Linked DNA regions of Sus scrofa: region 2 is linked to region 1. Evidence: chromatin contacts called from public promoter capture Hi-C data. All regions are on one chromosome and are shown on one strand. Each heading gives the region's core, a stretch centred on a gene start, on an enhancer-like site or on the middle of the called end of the contact. The rest is flanking DNA. Distances are from core to core; before and after follow the strand shown.

Region 1 (4,176 bases), core at 1,110-3,609:
CCAGAGTAATCTTCTCAAAGTACAGATTTGCTCATAGCCTTCTCTTCCTCAGAATGTGTACAAATCAAGCACCATTTCTCAGATAGGGCTCTTCTGGCTGCGTAAAACAGAAACCTATTTGGGGTGACTCAGGTAATATGAGGAATTTATGGTAAGGATGCAGGAAATCTTACCCATGCTTCAAGGGCAGGGATATAGGAACAGGTTGAACCACAACAGGGATTGGCAAACTTTTTCTGGAAAGGGCCACAGACTAAATGTTTCAGGCTTTGCAGGCTAAAGCTTTGGCTTTGCATAGTTAGGCTTTTCATGGTTTCTGTCACTCTGCCATAGACAAGGATGTTCCCATAAGACGTTATTTACAAGATAGATAACCAGCTGGATTTGACGCACAGGCCAGAGTTTGAGGGCCCTGGCCTAAGGCATTATCAGGACTCTCTGAAACTCATCTTTGTCACTCTCCACACATTTGCTTTGTTCTCTTCCTGCTGACCCCTTTCCTCAGTTTGTCTGGTTCTCATGTTGGAACAGGGCTTCTGAAAGCACTGAGCTTCCATGTCACAAGATCAAGTTCAAGCTCTCCCTCTTTCTTAGTTCCAACCCCAAATCCTTAAAGCAGAGATGTTGCCCAGCCTTGCTTGGCTCAGAACTTCTCCCCTAGACAGATCAGCTATGGCCAGGGCTCTGGTCTTGCTCTATGAACCAGAGGGTGCTGAGAAAGCACCTTTACAGCCTCTTGGATCAAGGTGGAGGAACAGATTCCAGAAAAGGGCAAGGAGTTGGGCAGAACATCCAGTGAGAAGCCCCTTCTTGTATTCAACCAAAAGTATTCTCAGCGCTGTGCCCAGTTAGCACCCTCCCAGCCCTTCCTGAAGTGGAACCAACGCCCTTGCTGTTCCCACAGACTCTGCCCTCTCTGTTCTACATTCCCTCTGCCTGCCAGCATCATCTGATCCCTCAAAGTCTCTTCTACAAGGCTATCTTTCCCCTCTTTCCTTTATATCCACACAACACTCTATTGGTACAGCGTGTCTTGTTCTGTCGCTATTTCCGTATCTGTCTTTTTCCTTTGCAGTCCATAGATGCTCTTGCTGACAGAGGAAATGACTTATGCGCTTTTCATGCGCTCTGGTACCTGTCAGAGAGGATAGACTCTGAGTTCTCATTTGTTGCATTTAACCATATCATCATAATTCCAAACTGAAGAAAACTTACACTTTTATAAACTGCATTTATATGGAGTATACAGTATCTACCTTAATAAAATTATTTTAAATTATAAATATTTCTGCATTTACAGTAGCCAAATAAAAGTACATTTGCAGAGAGAGGATTTACAGCCAGCACAATTTATATTTAAAATGGTTGAACAGGAAGAAGAAATAAAGTCCCATTAGGACTGTATCTTGTTATTGCACTAAATTAAAAAAAAAAAAGGAAAATGGAATGACCTCCAATAAATAATAGGGAAGGTTATACCCTTGAAATATTCAAAATAGCTCTAAAAAAACAAATGCTTCAAAACTATTCGCGTTTGTGCAAGAAATCTACCAAAGAGCCAGAGACCTCATCATCTAATTTCTTTCTTCCCAAACTATTAATTAACGTTGTTCCCAGACCTCTGGCAAAGCTCCCCTGCTGAAAGGAAGAAAGTAAATACAGTAAGTAATGCAGAGAAAACTGGTTCTTTTTCTCAGAGCTGTGAGAGCTTGCGCTTTTGTGAAACAGAAAACGCTTGCTGAAGAACTATTCCTAAACTATTAGCAACTATATAAAAGCTTTTTATTTAACAGCATCCTCCTGGGAGACTGCGCTGGAATGCGCAGCAGGTCTGAAAAAGGCACAGATTTGGCTCAACTGTAAATATTAGGTGCAGAAAGGCGAAGCCATTGTGTAAGGAAGGGGGAGCGGCGGGTGGGGTCCTGATTCCCGATGTTGATAGCAGGATTCTAATTTCGCTTGGTGTTTTTTTCTACTACAATTACAAGTTTGCTAGAAAAATAAAATATCGGTTGTGCTTTCACCTGGGTTTCTAATTTTCAACGTCTACCAAAAAAAAAAAAAAAAAAAAAAAAAAAACCAACAAAAAACCGAATTCCGCTCATTTACCCTCAATCACCTTGTGCAATCTCCAGAGCCTATGGGAAAACAGAGGAGCGCCCAGTCGTCCCCCCACGCCGGCCCCTCCACCCCCTCCCGGGCGCCCGGCCGCGCCACCCCGCCGGTTGCGGGTCCCTGGGGCTCGCACGGCGCGCAGGCGGCCAGGAGACTTAGGTCTCTGCGGGCTCCACGGTGTCTGTTGACGTCTCTGGGTGGGGATGCTCCAAGCCAGTAAATCACAACACAGCACCCAACCCTGGACTTTGAACCAGGCTATTCTCGCCTAGTTTTCTTTTTTTCCCCCTGGTCTCGCCAGGATCCCGGCCACCCCTGTCACAGCTCCTTCCCGGCCTCGGCTGTTCTTCTCTACCCGCGAGGGTCCGGGATCCACGCGCAGTAAGCAGGCGGCTGCAAGGAGCTCAGTCCACCCGCCACTCAGGAAGGGGACCGGGACTACAACTCCCAGCACGCTCCGCGGCCCGCTGCCGCCCCACCCCTCCCCCTCCTCCTTACCTCGGTTGGCGGCCGGGAAGCTCTGAGCTTTCATCTGCGGACCCGGCGGGAGGGAGCCGGTTCCCTGCGACCGTCCCGGCTCCGAGTGCTGTGCCCGGCGGTGGTGGCGAAGGCGGCAGCGGCGGCTCTCAGTCGAGTTCTGCCTCCGCGTCCGCGCCTGCCCGGAGCCCGCTGGGACAGACGGTTTGTCCCGGCGCGGCGAGAGGATGGTCATCCGCGTGTTCATCGCCTCCTCCTCGGGCTTCGTGGCGGTGAGCACTTAGGGGACCGGCCGCTGGCCGGTGTCGGCTCTGTTGGGGTAAGGGGCGTAGGGCGCGGGTCCTGCAGGAAGCGCGCGGCGCTTGCCCGTGAGAGTCTCCGCTCGCGGCGCGTCCGGCGGCGGGAGCCCGCGCCCGGCAGGTGATCCACTGCACTTGGACAACAATGAATAGGGCGGGGAGCAGAGGTGGATGGGGTACCCCAGACCCACCCACGTGCCCACCCTGCTCGGCCTGCTAGGAGACGGGGAAATGGACTCGGCAAGGAGCCCCTAGCTCCAGTTGTGGGGCTTGGGAATTTGGGGGGAGGGCGAGAGCTTCGTGGGTCCCACTTCCCTTGGTGTTAGTTCTTGCCGATTTGGGAATTTCAGCTTGGTTATGTTTTGTTAGGGAGCTTGTTAGGCTGCTGGGTTTGCTAACCTGCCTCCCTAGTGAACCAAGTTTAAGTGGGAATTGCTCCCCACCCCATACCCGGCACCAAGCGCGTTTCTTCAGTTTTATACCAGCGAAAAGAGGGTGGCCAACCAGGTTTGTCCTGTCGTGCCCGGGTTTTTGGTTTGTTTTCTCCTTTTTTTTTTTTTTTTTTTGCCTAGGGTGCTATATTTTTATATCTATGTAAACGTGGTGCGTTTGGTGCGTTTTTTTCCCCCTGAAATGTTAGTTAGTTTCATCTTGAAATATATAAATTGTGGTCTCTTTAATTATTTAAGCTTTTTTTTTTTTTTTTTTGGTCGATATTCTTGAATTTTTTAAGAAAGAATTTTGGGAGGAAGAAGTTACGTAGGTGGATGTCAGATTTTAAGGAAAATTCAGTCATGTATTTGATAGCCCATTAAGACTGGACCAATGTGTTTACATGATTATTAAGATTTGGTTACCTTAACTAAGAGTTAAACTACAGGTTTAAACTATAGATTTAAGAGCCTCTTTAGTGAGGCATAGTCAAATACATCAAAAAGTGCATTATTGATTGCTTAAAATATGGTCTGGTCACTTAGTTGCCTGCCCAGCAACTCAACCAGATTTTTCCAGAATTTGTTTTCTGAAGTAGAAGAGATGGAGGATGGAATGAAATAATTTGCAACACATCAGTGAGATTTTTAATTTAAAAAGGAATTGACTTCTGGAAGGAAAAAAAAAAAAAAAAAAGCCCTTTTTTTGCATTAGTAACAATAGATGGGAAACTTCAGTTTATCTTTATATGCAGGCATGTCCTGGTCCCCAGACCTAGATAGTTTTGGTGTTTCTTGTTATTTGTGGCTGCTTAGTCATACCTGCCTTTTATAGATTTCTCCACTGAAGTTAC
Region 2 (4,176 bases), core at 913-3,412, 470 kb before region 1:
AGGATGTCTGGTTAGCTTCTTGGGGTGTCCTGCCTTCCAGGAAAATAAAGTAATAATCAAGTCAGTTCCTCTGCTTTTCAACCCTTCTGTTTCCTTAAGACAGGTGGGCAGTGAGGACAATGTTTAAGAATAATGTTTTTCCAACCCTGAGTCGAACAACAAGGATTCCAGAACATCAGGGTCCATTATAATAAAGAAACTGTGCCCATCTAACTTACTATTTGTCTAAATTTGTTAATAATTCCCAGGAAAGGAGATGGCACCAATTCACTCTGTAACCCATTTCTTGACAACTCTACTAGAATTCCCAACCTTGTAATGAAACCACAGATAAATGTTGAAAATGTTGGCCTCCTTCTAATGTTCTCATTCTAGTACTGGAAAAACAACACTTTCATAAAAATTAAATTTAAATAGTGAATCTAAAGTATTAGTATTCTTAATAGGCCATCCATTATCTTAGGCTTTGCATTTCAAATTCTTCTTGACCCACTCACCACTAAATGAAGAGCATGAGTAAATAAGATAAGGCCTTTAGATCTACAGGGTCTAATTAAATCTTTGGTACTAGCTATTGGTTGGTGAGGCCGTTGGGTAATTCGTGTCTCTAAGCTGCAGTTCAACTGCCATAACACCTGTCCAGGTGTTCTGAGAATTAAATGAGATGTTAAATCAAACTCTACCCACAATATGAGGCGCAGAGTGTGTCCACAAACTCTAAGATCTAAAAACTTTTAAAGATTATTTTTTTTAAATGGAGGACACAAGCCTCCACCACATTCTTAGCAAAGACAGGTTAAAAAGGCAAAAGCGTCTGCACTGCTAAACTTCAATATTTTAATATTCACTTAACACAAATCATTCCACCATCTTTAATCGATAAAGCAGAATATTATTTGCCATTTTGCTTCAAATGTAGTATCTTCACTGGTGAACACGAGGGCAGGCAGTGAGAGGGTGCAAAAGCATTTTCTTAGAAACAGCTGCCAAACCGCGGTTTTTCCTCAGGGTGGGGAAAAGCCTTCCTTCCCTTCCCTCCCTGGGACAATGACAAGTGGCGGCCGGACTCCGAGGGAAACGTGCCTCCCAGTGCGAGTAAGTTGGTGGCCTGGGCCTGCGCGGAAGGGGACATACTAGTCCGCGAGGAGTAACCCTGATACCCTGTACGCTCCAAGGGGCGCGGGGGCACGCGGACCCCGCCTCCCTGACCTGAGCGTGGGTTTGGGTGACCGGATGGGACCCAGCGGCCCCTGCCCTTTGCTGCCCCCGGCGACGTCCGGTCCTGCGTGTGGCCACCTAGGCCGCTCCCGCCGCCAACTGCGGGCAAGTCCGGGCCGCCTGGGGCCCCGCCTGCGTTGTCCCCGGCCCGGAGTGACACCGGAGTTGGTACATACGGGTCTGCAGCGGAGGCGAACAGGGAGTGAGCGCTATTTTAAACATGGCTTTCCCTCTACCGGGGCCTCAGAACCATTGCCGCGCACCCAGCGTGGGCCCGGCCCCCAGGGGAGTAACCCCCACATCTCCCCCTACTTATTTCCTTCCTTCTCGATCTCCCTCCGCGTGTACTTGGTTCACCCCTCTTGCGGCTGTTCCTCCACGCTAACCACAAGCTGGCAGTTTGCAAAGAGGAAACTCCCCTCCGGGAAAGGGGGGGGGGGGGATGAAAAGCGCTTTGGCTTCTTGCTCGAGGTTGAAACCATTCCGTCCAGAATGAGTTTTAAAAGAGGGGAGGCTGCTTCGCTGGAGAGAAAGTAACATTCCCAGATCGATGAGGGCGGAGGGAGGGCCAGAGGGAGGGAGCAATGTTTGCAACAGGCATCTGAAAACAAGCGTGAAGAAGCAGAGATTCACAATCCCCAAGTTAACTACCGAGTGCATTCCGCACAATCCATCGCAATGACAAGGTTTGCTGTTAGCACAATTTGAAGGCCTTCGAAATCTTTTTTTGGTAAGACTTACCTTTCTTTTCGGCATAATGACTGTGTTCGTGCAGCTAAAAAGTAAAGCGACGGGCTGGTACTGCTGGCACGGCCGCTGGATGCTGCCGCCGCCGCCGCAGCTGCTCACGCGCAGGGCACCGCGTAGCCCGGCCTCCCGAACCCAAACCTCCGCGGCTCCCACCGGGGGCCCTCTACTCGCTCGCCTCCCCGCTCCTCCAATGAGAAGCCCCGGCAGCCGGCCGCGAGGCCTCATTGGCTGCGACAACGTTCTAAATTCCACGAGGGCACGCCCACCTCCGCGCGCACAGTACGCGCAGTTGTAGTTTCCACTTCACCGACAAATCTGCCTGGCGACTGAGCATGCTCAGTTCAACTAGTAACCCCCCAAGCCGCAAGATCCTGGAGTTTCATTGTTTGGCTGCTCCCTATTTGGATTGTATCAGTAGGAAGTGGGGGCTTTCATAAGGAGGAAAAAGAGGACACATTAACTTTATAAGGTAATTGTATTCATAGCAGGCACTTGCTATATTTCCTGTATAGCCTTGTAATGAATGGTATATGATGGAGAGCGGGAAGAGTTTGGCAGTCGACTCCTAAGTGTCTCCGTTTCCCCTTCCAGTTATCTACTGACAATAATCCCCCCAAATCTTTAGGAATAATTTCCTGAAATTGATTACAAATCACTCGCTAATTCAGCCACCTTTAAACTAGGCTTGAAGATGAATAGAGTATGTTTGTTATGGAAATTTGAAGAAGGCTGAACAAGGCCAGAACGGATTATTTTGTATTTGAAATATATTTAAATATACATGATTAAATGTTCCTCGAAGTTCTGCAAGGTATCAAACAGCCCCTGTAAACACTTCTGAATTTATTTTATGAAGTAATTCTTTACCTGAAAGACTTCAAGGAAAGAGAGCTACAAATCAGTATCCTACATAAAAATCAGCACAACAGTCTTGAACAAAATTTTAGTAAATCTAATAACTATAAATGAAATGTAAACTTAAAACATTGTGAATGACCTGGAACTTACATAATATTGTACATCAACTATACTTCAGTGAAAAAGTTTTTTTTAGTAAATCAATCCAACAACATTTAAAAGGATAAGACATCGCAATCAGTGAAGTTTATGCAGAGAATGAAAAATTGGTTTAACATCTTAAAACCAATGAATGTAACTCTTCGTATTACAGAATAAAGGAAAAAATAACAATACCATCATTTCGACAGATACAGGAACAGCAATAGTGAACTGTTCAGCAGACTGCGGTAACTACATGCAATAAAATACTATTCAGCTTAATAAAAAGGAACAAAATATTCTTACATGGATGAATGTCAAAATGTTATGTGAATGAAGTCAAATACAAAAGACCATGCTGAATAATTTCATTCATATGAAGTCATTTTAAAAAAGCAAATCTAGGCACGGTTAGTTTCATAATCGTATTAGAAGGCAAAAGTTACGTTATAGGAAAACCTAATGAAAACTTAAAATATGGCCCAATCCACTTTGGTCACGCAGAGGCTGCAAATATAAAACAACATCATCAAGTAATTAATTTTAATGTCCGATGTTTTTCTTTAGTAATTTTCAGAATAATGAATTGATATCCTAGAAGACTCCAGAAGTGGTCAATACTTTCTTTCTTGTCATATTTTTAGGAACTCATGTATTTTTTTATATATATTTGGCATGCTTCGATCCATTGCCGTTATTACATTTTTGATACTCGTATCACCCCAATATGAAAGACTCTTTTCAAATTAGTGTCTATGTACTTTTGACATGATCCCCATTGTCTCTTTTTAAAAATTTCATTGAAGTAGATTTACAAGGTTGTGATAATTTCTGCTCTACAACAGAGAGATTCAGTTATACATGTATGCACGTCCATTCTCTTTCAGATTCTTTTCCCACATGGATTATCACAGAACACTGGGTAGAGTTCTCTGTGCTATAAAGCAGGTCCTACGTTGGCCAGTCAATCCATACACCACAGTGTGCATATGCCGATCCCAAACCCCCAGTCCATCCCCTGCCACCTGTCCTCTTTGGTAACAATACGTTTTTCAAAGTCTGTGAGTCTGTTTCCGTTCTGCAAATAAGTTCATTTGTGTTCATTTTTTAGATTCCACATATAAGCAATGTCATATGGTGGTTGTCCTTTACTGTCTAACTTCACTTAGTATACTTTCTAGGTCCATCCATATTGCTGCAAATAGCATT

Evidence for each region. Promoter capture Hi-C pulls out the DNA fragments that hold promoters and counts their contacts.
Region 2: a contact with region 1 is called in a promoter capture Hi-C map of fetal skeletal muscle, with 7 times the contacts expected there. The contact joins the promoter of HMGN3 here to the promoter of SH3BGRL2 in region 1. A contact is called at or near these places in 2 of 5 promoter capture datasets (fetal skeletal muscle and liver), 1 of 47 Hi-C or Micro-C datasets (embryonic fibroblasts) and 1 of 2 datasets of contacts at active chromatin or transcription factors (alveolar macrophages).

Annotation. Positions count from the first base shown.
Region 1 is chr1:86,479,988-86,484,163 of Sscrofa11.1, reverse strand. SH3BGRL2 (SH3 domain-binding glutamic acid-rich-like protein 2) reads left to right here and starts at 2,359. Exons shown (of 5, transcript XR_002344061.1): 1 at 2,359-2,864.
Region 2 is chr1:86,952,454-86,956,629 of Sscrofa11.1, reverse strand. HMGN3 (high mobility group nucleosomal binding domain 3) reads right to left here and starts at 2,162. Exons shown (of 6, transcript NM_001244502.1): 1 at 1,960-2,162. The coding sequence starts at 1,974. It overlaps LOC110260719 (a long non-coding RNA gene), which reads left to right. Exons shown (of 3, transcript XR_002344068.1): 1 at 1-1,095.